2 separate regions of the Sus scrofa genome follow, and region 2 is linked to region 1. Evidence: chromatin contacts called from public Hi-C data. All regions are on one chromosome and are shown on one strand. Each heading gives the region's core, a stretch centred on a gene start, on an enhancer-like site or on the middle of the called end of the contact. The rest is flanking DNA. Distances are from core to core; before and after follow the strand shown.

Region 1 (6,222 bases), core at 2,757-5,256:
TGGTGATTCAGAACGGCAAAGTCCAGGAGCATGGCACACACCAGCAGCTACTGGCACAGAAAGGCATCTATTTCTCCATGGTCAGCGTCCAGGCTGGGACACCGAACTGATGAACTCCTGTTATAGTGTATCTTCAAAATAAATTCCAATCATTCTACAACTTTTGGTGACTTATGTAAGAAGTTTCTAAGTCACCATAAAATATAGGTATATTGTATTCCAGATCAAGGCAGAATATCCAACTTGGGGTTTGCTGTTACAAACAAGCATTTGAAATTTAGGAGTTACAAGTGACACCTAGCTTGATGAAGTATGAAAACAGCCTAGTTCTGAGTTATCAAAAACATATGGAGGAATATTACTCCACCATGAAAAAGAATGAAATAGCACCATTTGCAGCAACATGGATGGACCCACAGATTATCATACTAGATAAGTCAGAGGAAGACAATTATCATGCGATATCCCTTATATGTGGAATCTAAAATATATAAAAGGACTATAAAAACTGACTCACAAATTCAAACCTATGGTTACCAAAGGGGAAAGGGAAGGAGGGATAAATTTGGGATTAACAGATATACACTACTATAAATAAAACAGAAAACCAACAACCATCTACTGTGTAACACAGGGAACGATACTCAGTATCTTTTTTTGTTTGTTTGTTGTTTTTTTGCCTTTTCTAGTACTGCTCCCGCGGCATATGGAGGTTCCCAGGCTAGGGGTCGAATTGGAGCTGTAGCCGCCAGCCTACGCCACAGCTACAGAAACGTGGGATCCAAGCTGTGTCTGTGACCTACACCACAGCTCATGGCAACGCTGGATCCTTAACCCACTGAGCAAGGCCAGGAATCGAACCTGCAACCTCATGGTTCCCAGTTGGATTCGTTAACCACTGCGCCACCAAGGGAACTCCTCAGTATCTTGTAATAATCTATAATAGAAAAGAATCTGAAAAAGAATATATGCATATGTATAACTGAATCATTTTGTTGTACACATGAAACATTGTAAATCAACTATATGTCAATAAAAATACTGTGGAGAAAGTAAAGAGAAAACTTTAGGTATATAAAACTAGAATTAGAAGAAGTCACGGACAAGGGGAAATTCTTATGGTCCCAATTAGTTGAGTAGATTACAGGGTAGTTTGGGAACAATTGTCCTTGTTACAAAGGAAAAATACATTGTTCAATAGCCTACTCTCACCCTTGGTAAAATTTCAAATTATTCTATTAGGGAATTGAGGTTTTTAAAAAAGAAATATATTCCCAGCTTTATCACCAGAGTCCAAGAGAAAATAGAATTGTCCTTAGACAAGCTAACTGCAGGCAACATTTGTCCCATCTAAAGCAAGAAAAAGGCACATTTTTTAGAATGTTTAAAATGCATGAGTAAAAACTGTACATATTATCTCAGTGCAATATAAAACACTGGAAGGAAACATCAATAAAATGCTGTTTCTAAAGCAACTGCATTACTTTTTACAAATAATCTTATTTTCCTAGAATATATTTTCCTAGAAGTATTTTTAGGCCAAAAAATATTCTAGGCAGCCCTTGGAAGCTAACCACTCTGTTTTTTCCTTTACTGCAGCAATAGCAATTCTCATTGCTGTGACAGGTCATTTAGCTATGTTATCTATTCACATCAGGTCTTGTATATGTAATAAGCCACAAGGAATTTTTCAAATATAACTATGTATAACAGTAGACTGAATTTCATTTAACCAAGAAAAAAGTGGGGCAAAGGGTATGTTACCCCAGTGACTCAAGGGGAAAATTCAACCAATTCTTGTTCACTTATTCTCACAGTTGCCTGATAAGGATCATGTCACATTTGCCCCTGGAAATTATGACTCAATAGGTATGGGTAAGGCGCAGGAATCTCTTTGTAAAAAGCATTCCAGTCAACTCAACTTCAGACAAATTAGAGAAACATGTTAAAGTATCAGTACAAAGAGGTTTCTCTGTGAGAAGTGGTCAGCTTCTAAGATACACAATTCTTTAGGTATTGTTTAAAAACAACAAATGATTCTAAGTGGCCTGGCAATCTAGTCAACAACTGTACTAATAAGAAGGTCCTAGTTCAGGTATCATCTTCCTAGTCTATATTAACTGTTAATGATATATCAAATGCCATAGAAGCCAACTCCTAGTGTTTTCACAAAGAAATAATAAACCAGACTTATCAAAATCAGAACATATGATTAGCCACAAAAAGACATATACAACCAGTGCACGAGACATATTGTAATGTTTGTGGTAGAATCCTGCAAAATGGCCCCTCAAAACCATGCCCTCTTGTGCCCACTCATTTACATTTACCAAGTCATTTATAGCTATTCCCTGGTGGCTCAGGGGGTTAAGGATCCAGCCTTGCTACTGCTGTGGTGTGGGTTTGATCTCTGGTTCAGGGCATGGCCAAAAAAAAAAAAAAAAAAAAAAAAAGAAAAAGAAAAGAAAAAAAAAAAAACCCACATACACAAAAAACAAAGTAATTTACAAAATTATCTGCTGCTGCTCTATGAGATAAAATCTTTTCCAGGAGTTCCCATCATGGCTCAGCAGAAACAAATCTGACTAGTACCCTCGATGATGCAGGTTCAATCCCTGGCCTCGCTTAGTGGGTTAAGGATCCGGCATTGCCATGGTGTAGTCCAGCAGCTACAGCTCTGATTCGACCCCTAGCCAGGGAACCTCCATATGCCTTGAGTTCAGCCCTAAAAAAAAAGATGAAAAGAAAAAAAAAACAAAAAAAACCAAAAACCTTTTCCTCCTCCTAGCCAAAAGAATGCAGAACAGACATAGTGAGACCTGAACATGACTTCAGAGCCTAGGCCTTAAGAGACCTTGCAACTTCTGCCTTTCCCTATTGGAACATTCCTGGCACCAAATAGAGTCCACGTTAGAGTGCCAAATGATCAGCGACCACATAGTGTGTGCCAGCCACCGGGCAGTGGGTGAGGCCACCTGAGACTTCCTAGCCTCAGCCAGAATCCTGGTAACGGCATTTGCATCACTAACTCAGGCAAGACAGCAGCAGAACCATCCAAATAGGCACAACCGGCAGACACAATGGTGAGAGATGATCCACCATTATAAGCGACAGTAAGTTTTGGGTGATCACATAAGTGATCAGAAAGCAGAGGGTCAAACAGGAATCAATCACTTAGACACAAAACAAGAAGATATGTGATTCTGAGAATTTTATTTTCATTGAGTAGAAACTACAAAATTGAACAAAGGAAAAAAATCCTGAGAATCTGATTTCATACTTAGTTCTTTTAAAGTCACTGACTTTAAATATAAGTGCTTTAATTTTATACTCACAAAACTATAACAACATACTATAATAAATTTTGTTAGGGTTTTTTGTGTGTGTCAGAGGATATAAACCTCCTAACTACAACCTAATTCTTCTGCCTGTCCAACACAAACTCTTTCTAGAATAAATTGTAGTGGTCTTTCCGGAACATGGGCTTGTACCCCTATAGAATCAATCATTTCAGGGAAATTAGCATCCAATCATGGATTTCATATCCTTTGGCAACTAGAAAATTTAAAGTGCTTGAAAGACAGACCCTATGATGATGTTCAGAAAGAAGACTTACTGCCTATACAGGTACCAACAACTGTATTTAAGAGAGTAAGATCTGCATTGTTAAAATTGATAGATTTGCATTGTTGAGGCTTAAACTCTGCATAGTTCCATAGTCCCATCATAATTTGCATTGCTGCTGCAAGAGAGGAAGTTAAAAATATTTCTATTTTCTATGTCAGGATAAATTTAGAGAGCATGATTCTACTAATTTCTACATTTAACAAGTTTCCTTCACTCAATATTCCTATATATTTCACCAACCCACTCCCAGCACCTAGTTTCATGACATATTTTGCTAAATGCTTAGTAAATGATTAGTCTCTAAAGCTTAGCAATGTTCATCAGCTGCATCATATCATGGAAAGCACAAAAAACCTGCTGAACTAGCTTTTCTGCATCAGTTTCCGGACATGATTTCCAGGCTGTACAGGACACAAGAAATCTGTGAAGCACAAAGAATACATGGTTACATACAATGCAAAAATCAACAGAAAAAGCTCTGAGTGGTGGTGGTGAATAGAGCCATGGCCTTTATCCCCTCTGTTCACATAGGAAATAGATGAAATACGTACAGGATTTCCTGCTCACATTAGGTAAATGTAACCTGGCAAAATAGATAGTAAAGCCATATTTATATGTAATGCTAAGAAAAGCTAATTTACCACATGACTAGAATGACTAGAGCCTAAGGATGAAAGGGAACAACAAAAAACTAGCCAGAGCTCAAGAGTGCTCTGGAGTCAGGTCTTACTGGGTTAAACAAACCTATCTTTTCCTGAATAAGACTTTCCTAATATGCCCCAAAGAGAATGAGTTAGAGTATGAATTCACACTGCAGTGAAACTTGAACTATTTTTAAAGAAGAATGTCATGCTTGATAGTGCTTGAAGAAAATTTAATAATAAAATAGAGAAAGAGGGATAAAAGGAGAGAAAGGCTGTTTCTAGAAAAGCCAAAGGCAAATTCTTGAAACTAAGACATGCCATCCACCACCGTGTCCTTTCTAGCTCTTCCTGGTGAAGAAATCCCCTAACTGGCTGATGATACAAGTGGCCCCAGGAAGCTGAAATCAATAGGACAGAAGCCTGGCTTCTGGGGAGCAGAAACCTAGCCACCAACTCTCTTGGAATTAGCTGTCCCCTTTCCAGATACATGAACTTTCTACAGCAAAACATGCTTCATGTTCAAGTTAAAACCAAAATGTTGTGTAAAATAAAGCTTTGTGGATGACCATGCAATTTTTCTATTACTAAAAGACAGTAAAGTACACATCTTTGACATACATTTTAGATTAAGCAGAATGAAATAAAAACACGTTTTGGCCCATGTTTATGTGGGTCATATCTGGCCCAGTAATGATGAAACGGTTTGGTTTATATTTACTGAAAGATAAACAGGAACCTACACCGAGTCCTGCCTTGTTTTCACCTAATGATTGACAATCACTAGGCATTTTCTAGCTACACTGTGCATATAATTCTCAAATATTTAGCATCTAAATATTTCTTTGCAAAGATTAACAATTTCTACTCACGTTAAATTTTTTAAAAATTCAGTTATCTTTTTAAATTACAGCAAGAACAATCTTTCCTATATGTCCAATTCATAAAAGAAATAAAGAAAAATTAGGAATAATAGAGAAATGGTTAAATTATGGAAATCCATAAGACTAGTCATTATTTAACCAACTATCCAGCATATTTAATGACATTGGGAAATGCTTGAAAAATAGAGAATGCAATTTAAAAATATGGCACTAAAATATTTAAAATATGATCTCAATTTATAAAAATTTATACACACATAACCTATATACACTATAGATTAAAAAGATAACAGTTTATTCTGTAATAGAAATGTTAACTTTTAATAATTTTTGCTATATCTTAACAAATTTTTTACAATGAGCATGAAGTACATTTAAAATAAAATGCTATTTCAAAAATAAACCAATTTTCTCCAAGTCACATATTTTCAGGCTTAACAATGAATAAAAAAAATTCTGTTCAGAGAATTTCCATGTATTACAATTGACAACAATTTTGGGTGTATACACAGTAATGACTCATAAACGTACGTATACACCTTGGCTCTGACCTCTTTGCTGAACTTCCTGATACATTCTCTTGTACATAAATACAACAAATGCCTGTATTAGCAGAAATGTCAACCACTATGTCCAAAACAAATTTGTGGAGTCTACCCTAACCCCAAACCCATTTCTCCCCTAATTTTCTCCAACCCAGTAAATGCCTCTATCGGAATCAGCAATCCATCAGTAAATCTTACTGGTTATACCCCCAAAATCTCTCTCAAATCCCTTCTCTCCACCTTGAGAGAACTGCCTCATTCAACTTATCATCCATGCTTCCTGATTTCCTTCATCTCATTCTTGCTCATGTTACTGTCCACCTAATTTATATTTCATACAGCAACCAATGGTCCCTTTCACGTGTAAATAAAATATCTAACTTTCACGTGTAAAATTGGTAAAAATGCCTCTGATTACTCTTAGGAGGAAAGCAAAAATATTCCTTACATGTTAAGAGGCCCTACATCAACTGACTACCCCAACCAACCAGTTCCTCCGGGAGTATTGTTTTGAAAGCTCTCCAG
Region 2 (6,222 bases), core at 2,509-5,008, 71 kb after region 1:
ACAGGGAGGGAGTGGGACAGACTGGGAGCCTGGGGTTAATAGATGCAAACTATTGCATTTGGAATGGATAAGCAATGAGATCTTGCTGTACAGCACTGGAAACTATATCTAGTCACTTGTGATGGAGCATGATGGAAAATAACGTAAGGAAAAGAATGTGTATATGTATGTGTGACTGGGTCACTTTGCTGTACAGCAGAAAATTGACAGAACACTGTAAACCAACTATAATGGAAAAAAATAAAAACCATTAAAAAAATTTTTTAAATAAAATGCTCTTTAGGATTTCCCTTGTGGTACAGCAGGTTAAGGATCTGCCATTATCACTGCAGCAGCTCAGGTCATTGCTGTGGCAAGGGTTCAATCCCTGGCAAGGGAAATTCCACATGCCTTGGCATGGCCAAAAAAAAAAAAAATATATCCTCTTTAAAAGTTTGATTTAAAAATTGCCAAAACTGGAGTTCCCGTTGTGGCTCAGCAGGTTACAAACCTGACTAGTATCCATGAGGGAGAGGGTTTGATCCCTGGCCTTACTCAGTGGGTTAAGGATCTGGCATTGCCATGAGCTGCAGTGTAGGTCACAGTCACTGCTCAGATCTGGCATAGCTGTGGCTGTGACATAGGCTGCAGCTGTAGCTCTGATTGGACCCCCAGCCTAGGTACCTCCATATGCTTCAGGTTTGGCCCTAAAAAGCAAAAAAATAAAATAAAATAAAAAGAAAAACTGCCAAAATGCAGTCACATTCTGAGGTAATGGGGACTAGAGCTTCAACAAATGGATTTTAAGGGATACGACCAGTTCATAATGACGTGTAAATCAAAGAACCACAGGTCCATTAGTACTTTACTAATATGCTAATACTTCTAGAACTAGTGTGGAATAAAGGATTATACTAAGGTTTCTTTTTAAAAGACTTTAGGTTTAGGGAGTTCCCTTTGTGGCTCAGTGGTTAATGAACCTGACTAGGATCCATGAGGATGTGTGTTCGATCCCTGGCCTCACTCAGTGGGTTAAGGATCCAGCGTTGCCATGAGCTGTGGTGCAGGCCAGCAGCTGTGTTAATTTCTGCTGTACATCAAAGTGATTTAGCTATACATATATATTTTTTAATATTATTTTCCATTATGGTTTATCATAGGACATTGAATATAGCTCTCTATATTCTGTAGGACCTTGTTGTTTATCCATTCTATATACAATAGCTTACACCTGCTCACCTCAACCTCCCAGTCCATCTCTCCCCCAACCCCCTCCCCCTTGGCAACTGCAAGTCTGGTCTCTATGTCTGTGACTCTGTTTCTGTTTAGCAGACAGGTTTATTTGTGTCCTATTTTAGATTCCACATGTAAATTATATATATCACTTATAAGTGACACTTAGATTCCACTTATAAGTAATGTCTTTCTGGCATCATTTAGTATGATAATCTCTAGTTGCATCCACATTGCTGCAAATAGCATTCTTTCTTTCTTTTTTTATGGCTGAGTGGTATTCCACTGTGTATGTACCACATCTTTATCCATCCATCTGTCAATGGCATTTAGGTTGTTTCCATGTCTTCATCATATATCTCTTAAAGAAAAAAAAAATAAGGTGCTTTTATAAAGTTTGAATATAAAAGGAACGCTTGAGGTCAGATATAGCTATTTAATCAATGGGAATTTGTAAAACATCAAGAGATACTTCTAAAAGTAGTCAAACTTTGAGTTATAAGCTGAATTAATTCTAGAGATCTCATATACAGCATGTTGACTACAGTTAATAATATTGTATCATATACTTGAAATTTGCTAAGAGAGATCTTAAGTGCTCTTATCACCTGCAACTCTTTACATAGCATTCACATTGTATTTACAACTATTTACATAACATTTATATTGCATTAGGTATTGTAAGGAATCTAGAGATGATTTCAAGTGTAGGAGGATGTGTGTAGTTTATGTGCAAATACTACCCCATTTTGTATAAAGGACTTGGGCATGATTCGACTTTGGTACTATCGTAAGTTCAGGGGACTACTGTATATTCGTATCACAAGGTGTTACTCAGCAGTAAAGAAGATTGTAGGAGCCCTTGTGCCACAGTGGGTTAAGGATCCCGTGTTGTCACTGCAGCAGTTTGGGGTGCTGCCATGGCATGGGTTCAATCCCTTGTCTGGGAATTTTCACATACTGTTGGCACAACCAAAAAAAAAAGGAATGAACTATAAATATATCCAACAATCTGGGTGCTGATTGTGAAAAAGCAAATCCCCTAAAGTTAAAAATTGTGTGTTTCCATTTATGTAACATTCTAGAAATTACAAAATGAGGAAAACAACAAATTAGTGGCTGTCAGGAGTTAAGGAGGGCATAGGAGTGAGAGGGAACTGGTGTGACTATAAAAGTGTTACAGGGGGAGGTCCTGTTGTGGTGCAGTGGTTAACGAATCCAACTAGGAACCATGAGGTTGCAGGTTTGATCCCTGGCCTTGCTCAGTGGGTTAAGGATCCAGCGTTGCCGTGAGCTGTGGTGTAGGTGAGCTGTGATGCAGCTCGGGTTCCGCATTGCTGTGGCTGTGGCTGTGGCATAGGCTGGTGGCTACAGCTCTGGTTAGACCCCTAGCCTGGGAACCTCCATATGTCATAGGAGAGGCTCTAGAAAAGGCAAAAGAGAAAAACAAAAACAAACAAAATAAATGTTACAGGGTGCAACTTCCTGTTGTTGCTCAGTGGTTAGTAGCGGGCCCTACTAGCATCCATGAGGACACGGGTTCGATATCTGGCCCTGCTCAGTGGGTTAAAGATCCGGCATTGCGAGGAGCTGTGGTGTAGGTTGCAGACTCGGCTCGGATCCCAAGTTGCTGTGGCTCTGGTGTAGGCCTACAGCTACATCTCTGATTGAACTCCTAGCCTGGGAACCTCCATGTGCCACAGGTGAGGCCCTAAAAAGACCAACAAAAAAAAAGTGTTATAGGAAGGATCCTTGTATTATTCTGTATCTTGACTGTATCAATGTTAATATCTTGGTTGTGAAATTGCACAAAAATAGTTTCTCACAAGATGTTACCATTAGGAAAAACTAGGTAAGTATACACAGGCTTTCTGTATTGTTTCTTAAACTGGATGTTAGTCTACAATATCTCAAAATTAAGAGTTTAATTTTACAAATTTCATTTTAATTGGAGAAAGAGCCTTTAGAGTCAGAATTCATCATTTCAGTCTAATGGATTCAAGTAACCTTAGAAAAATTACACAGTATGTTAAATGTATCTTTCTTTATTCCTTCAACTGAATCATTGTTTATGTTCTCTGCCAGGCAGAGGGATTGATTCAATACCTGTATTTTTTTAATATTTATTTATTTAGGCTTTTTATGGACACACTTGCAGCATATGGAGGTTCCCAGATTAGGGGTTGAATCGGAGCTGGAACCACTGGCCTACACCACAGCCATGGCCACATCCACGCCTGATCTCAGCCGTGTCTTTGACCTACACCACAGCTCACGGCAACACCGTATCCTTAACCTACTGAGTGAGGCCAGGGATCAAACCTGTGTCCTCATGGATCCTAGTTGGATTTGTTTCCACTGAGCCATGACGGGAACTCCTGATTCAGTATCTTTTCAGATTAGTGTGTCATTATGGGATTTTTCTTGCCTAATATTTCCTGTTCAGTAAATCCTATATAACAGGGCTCTGCAGCAGACACCAAAATTCTTTGGTGCAATTGGCCTTTGACCCTCTAAAAACTTTTAACTAAATGGCTCCTTTTCAGTCCAGGGAAGTCCAGATAGATTGAGCAAGTGTGCTAGGTCTGGAAGAGTTTAGAATATTCTGTCCTTACCAGTAACCATTTCAATGGGAGCTGGGCTAGTGATGCTGAGTCTTTGTTAGCCTAAGAAATTTCTTAATTTCTTTCATCATATCATTGTAGAAGTATTTCATCATGAAAAATTTCTCATTAAAAAGTATATAAGGTTCCATATTTTTCTATTAGTTTTTTTTCTCGCTGTGGAAATGAAGGAATTTGTCAGTATTTCCTTGGGCATATCTGTAGAAGTTATACATTTCTTTCTTTTATTTTCTTTGTTTCTTTTTTTTTTTTTTTTTTTTTTTGGCCATGCCTGCAGCATATGGATCGAACAGTGGTCCCTTGGTATCTGCAGCACCTAAACTGCTGTAGTAACAATGTCAGATCCTTAACCTACTGTGCCACAAGGGAACTTCCTAGAAGTTACACATTTCTTATTTTTCTAGAATTCTAAATAGTAAATTCATTTTAAATCCATATTATAAGTGTATTTTAATTTGCCAAAACAAACCTAGTGGCTTTACAGTCCTATTTTGTACTGTTTAAATTTAATCTGCCACTCTACCAAAAGAAAGGGTGGATTTTTTTTTTCGTTTTTTTGTTTTTTGTTTTGTCTTTTTGCCTTTTCTTGAGCCGCTCCCATGGCATAGGGAGGTTCCCAGGCTAGGGGTCTAATCAGAGCTGTAGCCACCGGTCTACACCAGAGCCACAGCAACTCAGGATCCGAACCACATCTGCGACCCACACCACAGTTCATGGCAACTCCAGATCCTTAACCCACTGAGCAAGGCCAGGAATCGAACCTGCAACCTCATGGTTCCTAGTCGGATTTGTTAACCACTGCACCACAATGGGAACTCCAAGAAAGGGTGGTTTTATATGAACACCTTTTTGGCATACGATTCTATAAATTTCATTCAAAAATCTTAGAAGTTTGCAGAAGTAAGAAATGTGTCAGTGCAGTGCAAATACCCCTCTCATTCACTGGAACCAATGTTTGTAGGCTCCAAAATGAGAAGCATATGAGTGAGATGTCTTTTTACAAATATTGTTCTTCCATAAGTTTTATTTTAGAAAATAAGGCACTTGGAGGTAGTCTATAAGGCCTCTGTTAGGAGATTCAAGAGCAGATCCTTCACCAGGTTCAGACCCTAGAAGAAACCTACGATGAACCCTAGACTAAACCTAGAAGAATAGATCCAACTTATCCAAATAGGCCTTATCCTAGTAGCAGTTCCTGTTGTGGCTCAGTAGGTTAAGAACCCAACATAGTGTCCATGAGGATATGGGTTCGATCTCTGGTCTCACTCAGTGGGTTAAGGATCTGGTATTCTCTCAAGCTGCAGTGTAGGCCACAGATGTGGCTCTGATCCGGATGTGACCTTAATAAATAAATAAATCATAAAAACCCTATGAGATTACTATAAAATGCTAAATGATAAAATGCAGGTATATTTCCATATTATGATTCTACTTATATAAAGGAGGGAAAAGGCAAAGAATTCATGGGACGGAAATATCCCCAAATGTCTGAAATGGTTGAGACTGCAAGATAAACTTAAGAAGATTTTGTTTGTTTCTATGTTTGCTTTACTTCTTTAAAAGTTTCAGACTTTCTCTTAGGAGGTAAGAGGTTCTTTTATTTCCAGGCAAAAAATGGTAAAACATAAAAGGCCTGAGGAAAAAATAATCACTTAGCGTCCATGACTGTCTTAATCTCCTCTCCCCTCATAAAGGCCAGAACATTGGTTGGGGTAGAGCTAAATGTCCAGTGAAGGACATAGGCCTGGGCCTTGTTAACATTCCACAGGGCCAGTATAAAGCAATCAATGCAGCGCCTAAGTCTCCCACCACAGCCCCCTTCCTTAGAAGAACAAAGTTAGCTGATAAGGAGGACTGTAGATGCTACGAGGTTACCCATCTAATTACCTCTTTGGCACCGGCATAACCTGCCTGCTTGAAGTCAGGAAATACGGCCCTTACCATAAGTCATTATTATTAACCTAAACACTATTACTAGTTAAGGTTTAAAGTAATTTAACCTCCGCTTTGCTTTTGTACCCCTGCTTATGCGTGCGCACCCCCTCCCAACCTGGATGTAAGTTTGCCTTTATAAACGCGGTCCGTTTCTTTGTTCGGGGCTTCACACTCAAGCCGCTTTTAGGCAGTGTGTGGCCCTGGTCATTAATAAAGACTCCTAATTTGTTTCTTCTCAGTTGGAGTGGTCTCTGTTCTTTCAGGGCACAACACCCATAGGGTTAAATTCTTTTAATTTCCAAGCAATACCACCCCATCTTTTTAAACCACCAAAGTCTCAATAAAATGCCAAAGTCACCCAAGTGCCCAAATCTACAATGTCAGCGTATTATTTCCCCAACTCCCAGAGATTCTGTAGCTCTGTCTAGATGTAAGATGGAGAATTTGCAGA

Evidence for each region. Hi-C and Micro-C count contacts between places; a contact is called where the count stands out from the background.
Region 2: a Hi-C map of liver shows a contact between it and region 1, with 2.7 times the contacts expected there. The contact joins two enhancer-like sites. A contact is called at or near these places in 4 of 47 Hi-C or Micro-C datasets (fetal skeletal muscle, liver and omental adipose tissue).

The regions. Positions count from the first base shown.
Region 1 is chr9:93,260,410-93,266,631 of Sscrofa11.1, forward strand. It overlaps CROT (carnitine O-octanoyltransferase), which reads right to left. Exons shown (of 18, transcript NM_001243217.1): 18 at 3,197-4,048. The coding sequence ends at 3,928. ABCB4 (phosphatidylcholine translocator ABCB4) reads left to right here. Exons shown (of 26, transcript XR_002335872.1): 26 at 1-1,715. Among named protein-coding and RNA genes, the nearest start is that of CROT, 45 kb to the right of the region's middle. Within about 2 kb of position 4,007, at least 3 of the 83 cell types and tissues checked have an H3K27ac peak or open chromatin away from gene starts, as enhancers often do. A contact at or near this core is called in liver, where this site is marked.
Region 2 is chr9:93,331,358-93,337,579 of Sscrofa11.1, forward strand. No RefSeq gene overlaps it. Among named protein-coding and RNA genes, the nearest start is that of CROT, 26 kb to the left of the region's middle. Within about 2 kb of position 3,759, at least 1 of the 83 cell types and tissues checked has an H3K27ac peak or open chromatin away from gene starts, as enhancers often do. A contact at or near this core is called in liver, where this site is marked.